Linked DNA regions of Rattus norvegicus: all the other regions are linked to region 1. Evidence: chromatin contacts called from public Hi-C and HiChIP or PLAC-seq data. All regions are on one chromosome and are shown on one strand. Each heading gives the region's core, a stretch centred on a gene start, on an enhancer-like site or on the middle of the called end of the contact. The rest is flanking DNA. Distances are from core to core; before and after follow the strand shown.

Region 1 (2,857 bases), core at 168-2,667:
AAGAGAGACAGAAAGACTGACTGTAAGAGCCAGAGATCTGAGGTTTTACTGTGAAATTGTCGGTCTCCTAGGGGTGTTAGAAGCCACACCAGAAGTCTCACCAACATGACTACCTAAACAGGAGCTAAATAAGATATGTTATAGTCCACATATGAAAGTTATACACCGGGGCTGGATAGATGGCTCAGTGGTTAACAGCACTGACTGCTCTTCCAGAGGTCCTGAGTTCAAATCCCAGCAACCACATGGTGGTTCACAACCATCTGTAATGAGATCAGATGCCCTATTCTGGTGTGTCTGAAGACAGCTACAGTGTACTTATATATAATAAATAAATAAATCTTAAAATAGACCATCATGCCCATCAAACCAATTAGGAGTGTAATTCCAGCAATCAGGAAGTACATATATGCAGGTCAGCCTTGGCTACAGAGTAAGACCCTGTCTCAAAACAAGCAAATAAAAAATCTTGAGGCAATGGTGTGGCTAAAGCCAAACTGCCTAGATTGTAATGAATTGAACACTAAATAAGAAGCCAGCAGATGGATGGGATCTGCCCACTCTTTTTTAAGAAACGGGTCCTAATAGACATAAGAATTTAGGGTATTTTAACTAGAATACTCTTTAGTTTAACAGATCAAGTCAGAAAAACCAAAACAAAACAGTTAAGGGGAGAGGATCTTGTGCACAAGTGGGACATTTTTGTATTCTTAGTAAACAGGCTACATGTCAGGAACTCATGGATTTAAGGGGAAAAAACAAACAAACAATACTGGTCAATCCTTGAACCCTTAGAGAATTTGGGCTCAATCGGGAAGAAAAATGTAATTTAGTAATTTGGAGTTACATGCCAGATTGTGTGGTGGTTCAAGTAAACAAGTAACAAAACAGGTCCAAAAAAGTTCACGCAGGAATCGCTTGCATGAGGAACACACCGGGCTGGGAACCTCGGGTCCAGAGGACTAAAAGCTTACCAGCCAGATTCTGGAGAAAATTCAAATGTGTTTATAGAAAATAGTTCAAAATCTAGATCCCTGAAGCGCAGAAGGCTGTTCAAATTTGACAGGACAAGAGCAAAAGAGAAGGGCAGTGTCCCTTCAAGGGAGACCAGAGGACCTGTGGAAGTTTTGCAGATGCTCTGAGACACCGCCATGGCGGCCAGGAGACAGAACCAACAGCGCCAGAAGAGAGCATTGTACTAAGAAAACGCCCGCCAAGCCCCAGAAAGAGATAAGCATGGTGGTAACCGCGATTCCCGGGGGCGGGCGCCACCGCTTACCCCGCCCACCCACACGGAAAGGAAGAGGCGGGCGCCGGAAGTCGCTGACGTCTGAGCCCCTCCCGAGGCCAGCTTCTGGGCCGGAAATGGAGCCTTAGTCCCACCCCCGCGCCTTCTACCTCGCGAGACTTGGTGGGCTCCTCCCTCTTTCTTTTCTGCCACCGCCATGGTAGGTGTTCTTCTCGTGGCCTCCGCTTCCTTGTGGCGGCTGGGCGCTCTACCTCCCTGCCTTTCGGCTGCTTGCCCTGGTCTTAGTGGGTCTCCATGGCTGCAAGTAGCCTGCGGGGCGGGATGGCTCACTTGGGTCTGGGGCGAGGGACCTGGGGCCGCGTGTTCCGACCGGAGTTGGGTCGCCTTAGACGCGCGGGCCTGGGCGTCTGAACGCGCTCCCGGTCTGTAACCTCAACCTTGCTGAATCCTTCAAAAGGCAAGTTCTCATTTGCAGGCATAATCCGGGCAGGCAAGCCTTGCTGCTCGCTCTCCAACCTCCCCTTTCCTTAGGCAGGCCTAACCATTTTGCTGTTTTTCCCATACAGCCATCCAGACTGAGGAAGACCCGGAAACTCCGGGGCCACGTGAGCCACGGCCACGGTCGCATCGGTAAGTGTGGGCCTTCTAGGCGTTTGGCCTTTGAGTTGTGTTGGAAAGTAGACAACTGTAAGTCGAAGAAAACATTTCTGAGGCCTGGGCATAGCAGTTTCCCTACTTTATGTTGGTAGTGGGGGCGGAAGGCCGAAAAGGTTTATCCCTGAGTCTTGATAACTCATGCTCAGAAACGGATTGTAAACTGAGAACAAACGAGAGCATGCGAGCAGGTAGAAGTCATTCATGTAGCTTTGTGTGCCTGCAGGTAAGCACCGCAAGCACCCAGGAGGCCGCGGGAATGCTGGAGGCATGCATCACCACAGGATCAACTTTGACAAATAGTGAGTGTTTCGGAAGTGGGGGCAGAAGGGATGACTTAGAACAGCTTCTCTCTGGAAACGGTTTCTTAACGTTGGTTATTAGCTTTAGCGAGCAAAACACTGCATGTGAACTGAGGGAACCTGTCCGAGGCTAGAGTCACGCTCAGGTATTGCTTGTTGCCTCAGTGTGCTAGAGTCCTCGAAGAAAAACTACTGACCTTATTCACTGGCTGTGGACTTTATGGCGCAGTCAGTCACCAGGTTAGTGACATACTTCAGATCAACCCTGTTTAGGGACCCTGTTAAAAGTGAGGGCGGGGTTCTACTGAGTGGCCTGACAGCCAGTTAAAAATTATATCAGGTGCCTGCCGTGTCAATGTTTACAATAGTGAACATTTATACTGCGATAGGAGATAGCTAGAAAGATGAGCTTGCTCTGAAGATGGTTGCCTTCCTTCCTAGTCATCCAGGTTACTTCGGCAAAGTTGGCATGAGGCATTACCACTTGAAGAGGAACCAGAGCTTCTGCCCAACTGTCAACCTGGATAAATTATGGACGTTGGTCAGCGAGCAGACACGGGTCAATGCAGCAAAAAACAAGAATGGAGTTGCTCCCATCATTGACGTTGTTCGATCAGTGAGTGAATTGGCTTGTCATTCTTAATGGGACCTT
Region 2 (2,857 bases), core at 194-2,693, 240 kb after region 1:
GTCCCCCAGGGAACTTGGCTTCTAGTCCAGGGCTGACAGACTCCTAGCAATACAAGATTCAGGAAGCAGAGCAAGCAGGCATTAATGCTGCATAAATCCAAGAGATGCTTTCTCAGCAAAGGGGTTTTTATTTGAGAAGGCGGTGGCTCATTAGTCCCCACTGAGACATATCCACTGCTCCTAGATACAATGAAAGGTCTGGCAGAGCTGTTGACAGCTCCTAAATGCATCAGTAACCACTATGACAGAGCCTGTGTTCAATGAGGAGGACTCAGAGAAGCAAGAGACAGGGCTCCTGTTTCCTGGGACAAATCCTATCAGGGGAGCTGGACAAATACATGTATCATGTATACCATAAAAATGGTAATGTCTGACATCATACAAAGGGTACCAACAGTATTTCAAAAGTTGGGAAACTTTTTTCTCTCCCTATTTCTGATGACAGCAGAAAAACTGAAGAAAAAAAAAAAACAACAACATGAAAACAGCTGCCTATCTGTGACCTATCTTCCCCAGCCCTTTATAGCATTTAAAAATACTGTAAACTCTTCTTTTAAAAATGCAGTGTCACTGTTTCCCATTACAACACGGAGTCTTTCTATTTTGCCCAAAAATGAGTTAGCCCACTGGGAAGAAAGCACATATTTTCATGGTCCAGGGCAGCTCTGGGGCACCAGAAGGGACCAGAATGGTTAAGAAACAGAATGGGGGAAAGTGTGTGTGTATGTGTGTTTCTGGAAGGGATCTGGGTAAGAATATCAAGCTAGTGGGGTGGCCCTATAGATCCTCCTGGTAACAGGTTGTTGCCTCAAGAGTCGAGCCCCCACCATGGCAAGGGAATCGGCTTATAAATGAGTTGAGGGGAGCTAGTCCCTAGTAGGGAAGACTTTGGGAAGATGAGGGTTTCCCATCGTTTGGATTGAGGGCTGAAAGCTGGTGAAGTGTGGGGGTGGGCTGCCGGAGTTTAAAGGTGGAAAGTTCAAAGCTCCCAGGGCTGGAAAGTTCCGGGTGTGCGCTGTCAGGGCCGGGAAGGGAAATGTCAAGAGGCAGAAGGTTGCAGACCCGGCTCTGGCACTATCGGGACTGAGGGTTCGGATGCTCTGGGGAAGGCAGACGCAGGCTGTGAAGCCGGAGGATCTGGCTTTGGGATTGGGAGACCCGAGAGTGGGGAGCAAGTGGTCAGCCCCAGTTTCAGCCAGGCCAAAGGCAGGGGCGGAGCTCCTGTCAGGAGCCGGGCGGGGCGGGACTCACCTTGGCAGCGCCTGTCAGCGGCGCGAGAAGCAGCACGTACAGCGCTAGGCAGGACATGCTGAGCCCCGAGCCCAGCCGCAGCAGGCTTCCGCACCATAGGCTCGCCATCGCGGGAGCCAGCCGCCCCAGCGAGCCCCGAGCCCAGCGCCCGGCTCGGGATCCGGCTCGGGATCCGACTCGGGATCCTCCGCCCGCACTTCCGCCTGGGCCTGCGCGTCACCGTCCGCGCCGGGTCAGCTGCGAGAAAGCCTCCGCCCCGGAAACGGTTCCGGGTGCACTAGGCCCGCCACGGCCGCGGCCCCCGGCTGCACTGAAGTCTGGGGGTCTTCCGCGGCGAGAGCTGGCAAATCCTGCATCCCCAGGGAGCAGGCCATGCGGACCTAGTGCGGCAGGCCGGATGAGCCTCATCCCCGGGAACTGCGGAAGCCAAGAGGGTGCTACGCATGGAGACCTGGCCAGGAGAGACCGAGCGTCCGTAGATCGGAAGCCTACCGGGCGGTGGAGGCTCGAGGCTCGGCTCCTGTGCTTCGGTACGAACCTGCGGTGCGTGCGCCTTCAGGACTCAGTCCCCTGCCCGGATCCCAACAGTAGCTGTGAGCTGTCCACGCGGGTGTGGCTACTAGGGGCTGACAGCCTTGGTACAGTCTAGGGGCTGGGAAGTGGGCCACGGCGGTGGAGCTGGGCTGGCTCAAGTCAGGCTTCGCAAGCTGTGGACCGCCCCTGGAGCATCCCCCGCCCAAGACTACTGGAGGTGGAGAATCCAGGCGCCAAACTCTTGTGAAGCAATGCCTATTTAAAATAGTTGACCTCTTAGCCAGTTCAGGGAGTGCCGACCCTACTCCTCGGGGTGTCTTTTCTGTAGATACTTTAGGTGCACCCTGGAGAGAACATAGTGCTTCTCATTAAAATAATTTTTTTCACTTAGTAGAGACTCTGGGGGTAGAGAAAGGGATGCAGCGTGCTCATCACAGCCCTTAGGGATTTGCTGAATGTCATCAGGGAAAATCACTTGCTTTCAATAAGAGGGGATTGAATTTTATGATTTTCAAAATCTACTCTTATAAGACCCCCCCCACCCCCCTTAAGTGGTCCCTTCCTAGATGGTGGAAATGTCTTAATTTACAGATAGAAGTTTCTCAGTGTTTTTCTATGTGACTCTTGTTGATTGCTAGACTAGAACCTAACACAAGTTGCTATTGCATTAAATGTATTTAGCCCTTTTTAGTTCTTAATAGTAGCTAGCCCAGAGGACTAGATGCTTTCTCACCAGTTTTTGCGAAGATGCTATTGCACTGGGGATAATTCAAATCCTTCTAAGTGGTGTCCTGCTAGTCTCAGGACTGCCGGGCTAACGTTTGTTGGTGAGGCATTGTGGATCTGATTGCCAAAAGCTGAGTTAGTAGCCAGTTTGGGTCAGTTTAGAGCTGTCTGTCTAACATCTGAAAGGACTGAGTACTCCTCAGATAAAGCAGAGGACCCTCCTTCAGAATTCTCTCAGAGCTACAGCTGCTGTCAGATACTTCTGATCCCAGAGGCAGGCAGACCTCTGAGACCTGGTCTAGAAAGTGAGTTCCAGGACAGGCTACACAGAGAAACTCTGTCTTGA
Region 3 (2,857 bases), core at 208-2,707, 150 kb after region 1:
ATGGACAATTCAGTCCTTTTGATTAAGTTTTTAGAACTTACACTATTTCTGATCCTTTACACATCTCTTACATCTGAGAAGAAAAAAATCCACCAAAGGAGCAGGACACGCTATTTTCACACCTGTAATCCCAGGATTTGGGTGGTGATAGCAGAAAAAGCTCAAGAGTTTAGGGCCAGCCTGAGCTACATGAGACCTTGTCCCCCCCTGCAGACCCCCCCCCAAAAAATTAAGGCATCCTCCTTCTGAAAAGACCCTTTGTAGAAAACAAAACAAAGCAATTATATAGTCTGTTTTCCTTGTGGCCCTTAACATTTCGGACATGAACTAATGATTTCTTTACCACTCCCCAGACCCTGAAATGAAAAAGCAGAAACATCTGGGGGAAAATGAGATAGAGAGCTGGTCTGAGACAGCATTATGGCAAATTCTTTCATTCGGCTAGAAGCTATTTTACCCATATTTAAACGATTATAAACTATGTTCAAACAAAATTTTCCACAACACTGCAATATTCCTTTAAAAACTAGAAAATGTTCAGTCCGATTTTCAGACCTTGAAAGCAACACAAATGTTGAAGTGTGCTCCTTCAATGCTAGGTCACTTCGTTAACACAGGAAAGCGTATAAGCATAAGGAGGCAGCGAACAACAAACCCGGTTTAACGGAACCAAGTGATAGAAGACAAAGTTAATTTCCTTTGTTTGAGTTAGAAGCTAGTCTGTGCGTGTGCCGTATCTGAGCATACACGCGTGTTCCTCACACAGCCGCACTCAAGCAGCAAGGGCTCAGGTAAATGCAGTTTAACTCTGTCTCTGAGGCTACTTGCATCCAGCAGTTCTACACAATTCCACACGGGTCTGCGCTTCATACCCCACACTGCGTAGCCCGGGCCAGACCGGAAGGCAGGGCTGGCCACGATCGCCCAGGAGGGCAGTCCCCACCAACTCTGGAAACCGCGGCCCGCACCTAGTACTCACGCAGCAGGAGCCCCTGCCTGGGCCTGGAGTAGAGAAAATGGAAGGGCTTGGTGAGCCGCAGAACCGGAGTCCGAGTCCTATGCGCCCGCCACCGGGCGGGGAGCAGAAGCAGCGACTCCTGAGTGACCGGGAGCCACTTACCTCCTCCGCCCGAGCCTGCCGGGAGCTCCGCACAGTCTGAGCTCCACGGGCGCCGCACAGCCCAGAGGAGGGAGACTGCTCCCGCAGAGAGGGCGGGCGGCGGGAGGCTATCCGCGCCCCGGGCTGCAGGGCCAGGGGAGGCGTGCCTCCACAGGAGTCCTAAAGGGTGGGCTGCTGCAGCCCGGAGGAGGGTTGTGCTCCCGGGTGTTGGGGGCGGGGGTGAGGGGAGCTGCACAGGGGCGGGGGTACAATGACTAGGATAGGGTGGGAAGTCGGGCCCCCAGACCGCACCGCCCTCACCTCGGCACCATCCACCAAGGATTGTCTGGATCTGGAGCAGAAGCACAAGGGGATCAGAAACTTTATGTCATTTTCTCATACACACGTGACCCCCCTGCAGTCCAGATGGTTTCAATCACCAGAGGAAAAAAGCCGCTCTGCTGGTATGCAGGAAAAGCCGGAGCTGGGAAAGTCTGGGAAAAGCTGCCTTGTACAGCCGGCTTGCCTTCAAACAAACCCAAGCACTCTTTCCGTTCTGCTGGCTTTGGGCCCAGGAGCCCTACTAAACCGAAAAGACATTAAAAGAAGCTACCCTGGATACTGCAGCCAGTAGCAGAACTAAAGCTCTAGGGTTGCAAGGATCAGGTCTGAAGTCAAAGCTCCACAGGAACTGTAAGAATGCGACTCAATGAAGAAACAAGTTGCTGGTGACAGTCTTACTTATCAGTGGAATTTGAAGGAAAAATTATTAACCCAGTATAACAATCGGTTTCATTCCAGACCCATACTTACTTAGTGCAATGCTATGAAGACATGTAACTTGAATTCTCCCATAAATTACTTACAAATAGACCTTGGAAGTGGAAAGAGCAATAGTAAAAATTGACTTTCAAAATTTAGGAAATTGGCGAGTGATAGCACACAGTTTTAATTCCAACACTAGAGAAGCAGAGGCAAACAGATCTCTGAGTTCAAAGCCAGCCTGGTCTATACAACCAGTTCCAAGGTAGCCAGGTCTACATAGAAAGACCTTGTCTCAAAACAAAACAAAATTTACAATTTTAGGACTGGGAATATAGCACACATGAGTCCCTGGGTTTTTAGTCTGTGATCACATTATAATTTACATACACTGGCTGCATTTCAAAAGAACCAATGTATGTAGATGAGCATAAGCAGGTTCTAAAGCTAAGGCCTGTCTCAAACCCAAGCCAACTGAATTGTCACATATCCTAAAGAGACATTTATACTCAGCTGCAAGAAGACAAGCACTAAAAATAGTAAGTTTAAGATTCATCCTGGAAATAATTCAACTTACTCATGATGGAGCACAACTAATGACAAGAACCAAACTAATACAAAACTATTGATTATTGTTCCTTTTCCAAAAGCAGGTATCAGAGACGAATTGTAGTGCCATGCCATTAACTCTTTATGATCATCATATTGACATCAGAGGGGATGTCTATACGGTTGATAGACTTTACCTTTGACAAGTTGAACTGGCTCTGTCTACACTGGGAAAACCCCATCTTTCAGCGGCTGTTGATACACTGGAAAACAAAGGCACTGCCTGGAACTAAGTAAGTCAGTATAGGTTTTATTCCAAACTCACAATCAAACAGTGAGTTTCTACTCCAGCTCACTGACCTGTGAGTCCTACAAGAGAACTGGGCTACACTTGGATGGACTTGCCTCTCTAAATCTCCAGTCTTAAATTAGGGTGATTCTTCCCCC

Evidence for each region. Hi-C and Micro-C count contacts between places; a contact is called where the count stands out from the background. HiChIP or PLAC-seq counts read pairs in DNA pulled down with a chosen protein or histone mark.
Region 2: an H3K27ac HiChIP or PLAC-seq map of oligodendrocytes shows a contact between it and region 1, with 3 times the contacts expected there. The contact joins the promoter of Tmem9b here to the promoter of Rpl27a in region 1. A contact is called at or near these places in 1 of 12 Hi-C or Micro-C datasets (psoas muscle) and 1 of 1 datasets of contacts at active chromatin or transcription factors (oligodendrocytes).
Region 3: a contact with region 1 is called in a Hi-C map of liver, with 2.6 times the contacts expected there. The contact joins the promoter of Dennd2b here to the promoter of Rpl27a in region 1. A contact is called at or near these places in 5 of 12 Hi-C or Micro-C datasets (the A7r5 cell line, liver, mammary epithelial cells and 1 more) and 1 of 1 datasets of contacts at active chromatin or transcription factors (oligodendrocytes).

The regions. Positions count from the first base shown.
Region 1 is chr1:172,973,156-172,976,012 of GRCr8, forward strand. It overlaps Rpl27a (ribosomal protein L27A), which reads left to right and starts at 1,418. Exons shown (of 5, transcript NM_001106290.1): 1 at 1,418-1,448; 2 at 1,816-1,879; 3 at 2,130-2,205; 4 at 2,647-2,821. The coding sequence starts at 1,446. LOC134478799 (small nucleolar RNA SNORA3/SNORA45 family) reads left to right here and starts at 2,329; the gene lies at 2,329-2,458. It also overlaps a transcript of Trim66 not described here.
Region 2 is chr1:173,216,607-173,219,463 of GRCr8, forward strand. It overlaps Tmem9b (TMEM9 domain family, member B), which reads right to left and starts at 1,444. Exons shown (of 5, transcript NM_001398743.1): 1 at 1,252-1,444. The coding sequence starts at 1,359. It overlaps LOC134483769 (a long non-coding RNA gene), which reads left to right and starts at 2,309. Exons shown (of 2, transcript XR_010060740.1): 1 at 2,309-2,857.
Region 3 is chr1:173,128,027-173,130,883 of GRCr8, forward strand. It overlaps Dennd2b (DENN domain containing 2B), which reads right to left and starts at 1,458. Exons shown (of 21, transcript NM_001395094.1): 1 at 1,421-1,458. It also overlaps the pseudogene LOC134483768.